Linked DNA regions of Mus musculus: region 2 is linked to region 1. The links are chromatin contacts, called in public HiCAR-type maps. All regions are on one chromosome and are shown on one strand. The core of a region is the stretch at or near the end of the contact, and the rest is flanking DNA. Distances in the headings are between cores, read along the strand shown. Region 1 has its middle 16 kb from the start of Gm39919. Region 2 holds the start of Ctxn2 (cortexin 2).

The links. HiCAR-type assays count read pairs that join an accessible place to other places.
Region 2: a HiCAR-type map of astrocytes shows a contact between it and region 1, with 4 times the contacts expected there. The contact joins the promoter of Ctxn2 here to the enhancer-like site in region 1. A contact is called at or near these places in 8 of 39 promoter capture datasets (the 3T3-L1 cell line, the C10 cell line, cranial neural crest and 4 more) and 1 of 115 datasets of contacts at active chromatin or transcription factors (astrocytes).

Annotation. Positions count from the first base shown.
Region 1 is chr2:123,812,321-123,815,688 of GRCm38.p6, reverse strand. No RefSeq gene overlaps it. Among named protein-coding and RNA genes, the nearest start is that of Gm39919, 16 kb to the right of the region's middle. Within about 2 kb of position 1,853, at least 55 of the 459 cell types and tissues checked have an H3K27ac peak or open chromatin away from gene starts, as enhancers often do. A contact at or near this core is called in astrocytes, where this site is marked.
Region 2 is chr2:125,134,932-125,138,299 of GRCm38.p6, reverse strand. Ctxn2 (cortexin 2) reads right to left here and starts at 1,608. Exons shown (of 2, transcript NM_001162934.1): 1 at 1,020-1,608.

The sequences.
Region 1 (3,368 bases), core at 604-3,103:
AGAGATTTTACCATAATGCTTGTGAATCTATTTCTTTTTCCTGTGACTTTGCTATTTATCACTGGGCAGGCTTGCACTGTGTGGATGCATTATAATCAAGCAAACTGATTGCCAGCTGACAGGCACAGCTGCATTTCCCTTCTTGGTGATAAAGAATAAAGTTTCTAACATAACTCATATGTAAGTGTCTGTGTTGAGATATGTCTTTTTTGTTTCTCTGGTTAATATCTATGGTGGGTTTGCCTCTGGCTTCTGGGCAGGCCAAGTGAATTCACTTTAAAGTTATTGCTAGATTTCTTTCCAAGCAATTCATGATATTTTGAATTCCAACAGCAATTTAAAAAACTGGTTCCATTTCATCTTTGCCAGCTTTTCTCAGGCTTGTTCCTTTTTACTTAAATGTGAGCCCTTCCTATAGTTACTTAGTGACATTTTGTTGTAGTTACAACTGTTATTTCCACAGGCACCAGGGGTTGAACACCCTGTTTCCAGGCACTCCTTCAACTGCACTGATCTGCAGTGTAGTTTCTGTTAGATGCTTCTGCTTATATTTTACAAGATGTATTTATTATTTGATTTTCAAGAGTTCATTTAATACTATTTTGGAATATTTTGTCTCAGGTATGACTTTTTTCTTCATTTTCTAAAGAGCACTCTTTCAAGATGGGATATTATTTTACAAAGTCCCATCTGCCAAGTAAAGTCTGTGCTCTGTATCCCCAGGTGAAGGATAAAAATCCTCTACCATATCAAAGGTTGTGATATTTTTTCCCTCATTCAATTTTATGCTTGTGTGTGTTCAGGTTTGTGCATGCATGTGTGAGTATGTGAACATAGAGAGGATAGCAGGCAACCTCATATGGTGTTCTACTAATACCAGTTTTTAAAATTAATTTTTAGTACATAAGCGTGTAAGTGGTCTCCAATTCTTTCTTAAGCATATTATTTTCATTTTATTGACTAGCCCTGAATCTTTTTGTGATTGACCAGGCATGCTTGGGTGAATTTTTGGACTCTGATTTCCACTAATTAACATTTGAAATAAAAATGAATATATACATAGTTTCATGGAGATCACACAAGTGTATAATATTATATTTAATTTCACTAGCTATATCTTTTCAAAGCATGATTTTATTATTACAGTATATTGTCACAGTAAAGTTCCACATTGCAGGTGTAACAGCAATCAGGGATGTTGAGGAAGGAGTTAATTTGTAATTTAAGCTTACTTTGTCATCTTAAACAAGATGAGCATTAAGAAAACCAGAATTAAGCTCCCCTTCAAAGCCATTATAGCTGTGTCTGAATATAGTAACAGCAGAGTCTATGGGGACTGTTAATTCCAGCTCAGAGATGGGAGGAGGATGGGCACAAAAACAAATTACATGTGTGACATGTCATGGGACAGGAGCATTGCTTGGTTATCAAACAGGGAAAGCAAGGACCTCCACAACCACACTGCTACAGTGAACCCAGAGTAAGTGCTTTTAACCTGTCTCTAGCAATCAAAGGCCCCCGAGTGTTTGCCAGCTTCCAGGGTTACTTCTGCAGGCTATGGGGAGGGACTGTGGCTGTCTGGCCAGTCAGTCTGCACAGGGTAATGAAAATACATTATGGCGAGGCCTGAGTTACAGGAGAAGAAGAAGAAGAAGAAAATCAGAACAAAACTGTCTTTGGATACATCAAGCTCTCAGAACACTTCTTGGCCTTGCCTGATTCGCTTGTTGGGAATTGTCAGTGGCCCCCTGTGAGTGCACGCTTGCTTCCGCTGGCAGTGCTGTTCTCCATGAACAAAAGAATCAAACAGAAACACCAGTGTGGAGTTATGCCTTGTCCTAACCGCGCATGCCAGTCCACTTTGATCACAGGCTGGCTGCATTAGCATTCTGTCCTGGAGCTTAAGCGAGCCTATTCACACTGCTCGAGAGAAAACTTCCCGAGGTTCTAATGAATTGCTGTGTTTGTTCAACAGTTGTCAGGTGTTCCGAACGGTCCTAGCGATAGTACAGTGCTGTGTGTTTTATGAGTGACAGTTAGGCCACTGCACAAAGAAGATCTGTCCTTGTGGGTATGCACTGCCCATCTTGGAAATCTGAACACATCTGTAAATCACTCTTCCAATGAACTCGGTGCAGCCTGATTTAGAATCACTCACTTTGATTCTCCTGGCTTCTTAGAAATTCTTGCCTAAAGCTGCACAGTAGTTAAGAAGTTGAACGCAGATGCACAGCGAATGGTAAAACACCTACAAAGAAAACCGAGTTCATGGAAGGTCAAGGCAGAACTGAATTCACTCAATTACCATTTTCTTTATTTTAACTTAAGAAAGCTTGGAGAGTTACCAAAGCTGATGGAGAGGCACAGCTAAGTTGACTGAGTTTTTGGCAGCCTGAGGACTCACAAGGCAGGGGAGAGAGGCATATGCACTGGTGCCAGGCATGTCTAAAACCAAAATATGGATGGGCATAAACTCCGCCCTATGGGAACCCAGGGTATCTATGCTCCTTTTCCTAAAGATTTGGTAGTAGCTCTGTTTTGTTTTTTTTTTTAAAGGACAACCTCTTTCTGAAAGCACCACAAGATCAAAACTTCCAGTTTTCACTTGAACACACAGCAATATGATGTCATCCTCATGTAAGTTAAATTAAAAAAAAAAAAAAAAAGGAAAGGAAAGCTGGACAAATTACAGCTATCTCCTGAGAGGCTCTGCCAGATCCTGACCAATACAGAGGCAGATGCTTGCAACCAACCATCGGACTGAGCACAGGAACCCCAGTGGAAGAGTTAGGGGAAGAACTGAAGGAGCTGAAGGGGCCTTATCTGGCATCAATGGGAGGGAAGGCCCTTTGTCCTGTGAAGGCTTGATGCCCCAGTGTAGAGGAAAGCTAGGGCAGTGAGGGAGGAGTGGATAGGTTGGTGGGGGAGCACCCTCATAGAAGCAGTGTAAGGGGGGATAGGATAGGGGAGTTTGCAGAGGGGAAACCAGGGAAGGGGATAACATTTGAAATGTAAATAAATAAAATATCCAATTAAAAATGAAAACTGTGGTATAGTCTCCAATCTTCCCAGAAAAAAAAATGTATATTTACAATCTTTCCTTAACCAATAATAACAAGTAGTTCTAATTACCATAGCGATTGCTGGGACAACCAGGCTGATGAGGCCACTCAGAATATAATTAATTTTGCAAAACATTATTTTGACTATACACTGTAGCCCTAAAGACAATTAAGAGCTGTACCAAAGACTATATTCTGTCTAGTAAATATGTTTCTGCTTCTGAAGAGAAGGAGAATGCTAGGGCAGTACTAGAGGTCAGCAGGCAGTTGTGCTCTCTAGCGGAGGAGGGCACCTTCCTCACAACA
Region 2 (3,368 bases), core at 359-2,858, 1.3 Mb before region 1:
ACAAAAGCCCATATGAAAACCAGCAGTTGTCAAGAGAATAAGTGAATTTTTGAAAAAAAGAGTTGAATGTAAGCCAAATCCAGGTAGAATTTACTTTAAGTGTAATATACCCTGGGTTACTAACATCATCAACACTGCTCCGATTAACCATCAGCATCCCTCTATGGAATGATTGAAATACTCAAGTGTATTGTTATATGAATTCTGACACTGATAAAAGATTGTTAATTTTGAATTAATGATTCGATACTTTGGTAGTGAGCAAGCACATTCAATGTGTCTCTTTTCTTTCATAGCAAACGTCAGATACAGGGCTCTCTAAGTCCTGATGAGTCATAGCATTGGCCCATGGCAGTACCTGTAGATATCAAAGGGCCCTATGTCATGGAGTCACTTTGTAGTTAGCAACAAATAACTGACAACAACAACAACAACGTCCTCTGTGCTCAGTTGTTTACATCATATTATTGCCAGTAACTGACTAAAGAGAGTATTTTTATACCTGCTATGTAACCTTTCGTGTTCATGAGTAAATGTGGTAGGTAAATTTTTTACTGTGAATTATTTACTGATTAGGAGCTATCAAATTCATTTTTCAAAAAACGGTTATTTAATTGCCACAGATTAGCATGCAGTTGCAGAAGCTAATGGTAAAGTGTAGGCACCTCCTAAGAACCTCCCATGTCTTTATTTTAATCAACAGGTTTTCCTTCTTGTTTATTTATCTAGCAATAACATCATAAACATTAAATCTGAAATAGTTATACTTGGAGTGCAAGATGATTGCACTCTAATGAGAGGATACTTGTAATTTTATGAAACAAGACATGCAAACTCAAGCTTAAAAAAAAATCACAAGCTCTTCTGTACAAAAACAACAGACCCTTCATCAAATATAAAGGTTGCTAAATCCTGTTTAAATAAGCAATAGCAGAAAGCACTACTGAGGCCACATCTGTACACAGCTATCATTTAGGAATGGATGTGTTGGAATCAAAAGAAAACCTTAAATTACAAACCCAGATGTCTTCATCATGCTGAAGTGCATGCATTTTGGTTTCCTAGAGTTCCAAAACCTCGGATCTTCAAGAATCTACCCCAAAGCTCTGGAGACGTCAACCTTGAGAGATTTTCCTTAAGAGAACAACTGGCTGGCTCCTCAGACACCCATTCCTTCCAAAGCACTGGTCGATCTGAAAATTCTCAACATGTCTCACTAAAGAAGCCTAGACCATTGCTAGTGTTCTACCTTGCGTTGTCGCCAGTTGCCTTCTACATATTAAACTGCAGGAAGCATGGAAACTTCCTACAAGACACTATGGGAGAAACATCAGCAATCTGTATACACACAACACGTTTTCTTTCTTTCTTTTTTCTTTCTTGACAGCATCAGCAGCTGCAGAGGCATTCGTTTCTTTTTAGAATTTGAGCTCACCAAACCTACAAGCTCTCCCTGCCCCCCACTCGGCTCTCCTGTTTCTAAAATCCAAGAGAAAAAGGACACCTTCTCCTGGGGACTGGCGCTGGAACCCTGTTGGTGAATGCTGAGGAAGGGGGAGAAAGTTACTTCGCAGGCAGCAGGGATGGATGGGCTCACCTTCCATGTTTGTTGCCATGGAGATGAATTCCAGCCAGTAGACTTGTTGGCAGGTTTGTCTGTGCTCGCCGATCTCGGTTCGTGTAAACGGCGTGTTCTGAGGACCTGCGTGGAGTCACAGGACCGTGGGTAGCGCTTTCCTGGCCTACGTGTGTAAATAATGTCTGTGTCTGGGTGAGAGACAGGACACGGGCAGCCGCGGAAGGACCCGTGCGCGAGTGTTTGCAGGAAAATGTGTGTGCATGTGTGCCTTTCTCCGATGTGACAATGTGTAAATATTTGCGAGTATGTAGATGTGAAAGCAACGAGGTGGGACGTGAGATAGGGAAGGGACTAACAGCAGCAACAGGGTCTGGTTTTCAGGTCCGTCAGAAAAAGCAGAGACCAGGGCTCGTTTTCACTCACATCGCATCCTGAAGCTTAGCAATCGGGGTTCGTCACTATTTGTGCATCTTGGGGTAGTGAGGATTTAATTAATTCATTGCGAAAATCCTTGTCTCTGTTATGTCCCCAGCTGTGCCGAAGGCATTTCGCTGTGAGTGGAAACAGCAGTCCCGGGTTGTTAGAAGGCACTAGATTTTTATGTTTCCTTTGATCAGACAAAGGAAAAAAACGGTGTGAAAAGTGCACTGGTTTAACCGAATACTGATGCGTCACTTAGTCTTTTGGTGTTCATTTCCACTACCCACGCCCCCTTTACTCCACCCCACCCCTTCCCGCAGACGCCCTGGAGCTGTCCGCAGTGCTGAAACGCTGAAGCTGACCTCTTTCCTGCAAGAAGATACTGAACTACCATTGTGACAAAACCATTAGGTAGATGCGGTGCAGGTTTTCTAAAACGTGGTTGAATATTCACATTGTAAACAGACCTCACTGGAAGCAAAGCAGAACACGTTAAAGCAACACAGCCACCGGCCCTCTCACCTCTCCTCGAGAGGTTCCTCCACACTCACCTTTAGTATTATTAACAGCCATCATGTTTTGTCACGATTCCCAGAACCTATCCTTGGCACGCACCTGTAGATTCCCTACGAACTTAATTGCTCATCTTATGAACTCTTCAGTCGTTAATATTTGAGAAAATGCAGATACAGAATTTGTACATTATCATTGCTGCTGTTGTTATTTAGTGGAGAACTTGGGCGTGACGATATTTGACAAATTTTATGACTATCTAGAGTATTATCACTTAGGAAATGAAACAGTCTTACAAAGATGTTGCACAGAGTGTCAGCCACAAATGGAATATCTACATCATTTCCTTCAAATCCCAAAGACTATTGAGGGAGAGGAAGAGGAAAGATGATGAGAACCAGAGGGTAGACAAGAGTGAACCGGTGTTTTCTGAACAAGTCTACTTCACTCATAAAGCCTGCTTTACCCATGAACTCACACTACCGCATAAGACCTGCACAAGATCAAGCCAGTCAGCATTCTAACATGGTATGGGGAGGGGATCATGAGCACCCACCTACTTCTGGAGGAGGAATAGACATTTTAAAGGGTGTGTCCCCTGATTGGTTGATCAAATTTCTGTGGATAGCCTCATACCTAGGGGCAGGAGTATATGGTTAGCACAAATTGGGCTCAGTGGATTATTTTAAAAGGGAGGGCATGAAGTTGAGAGGAAGTAAGTTGACTATGGGTGGTGGACCTCAAGAGGGAGATGAATATCACATGTTCTATAAAATTCTCAAATATAAAATACAAATATTTTAGAAGCCACACAAGTATATTTGGGGTTTATATGAGACAATCTTTTGAAAAGTTG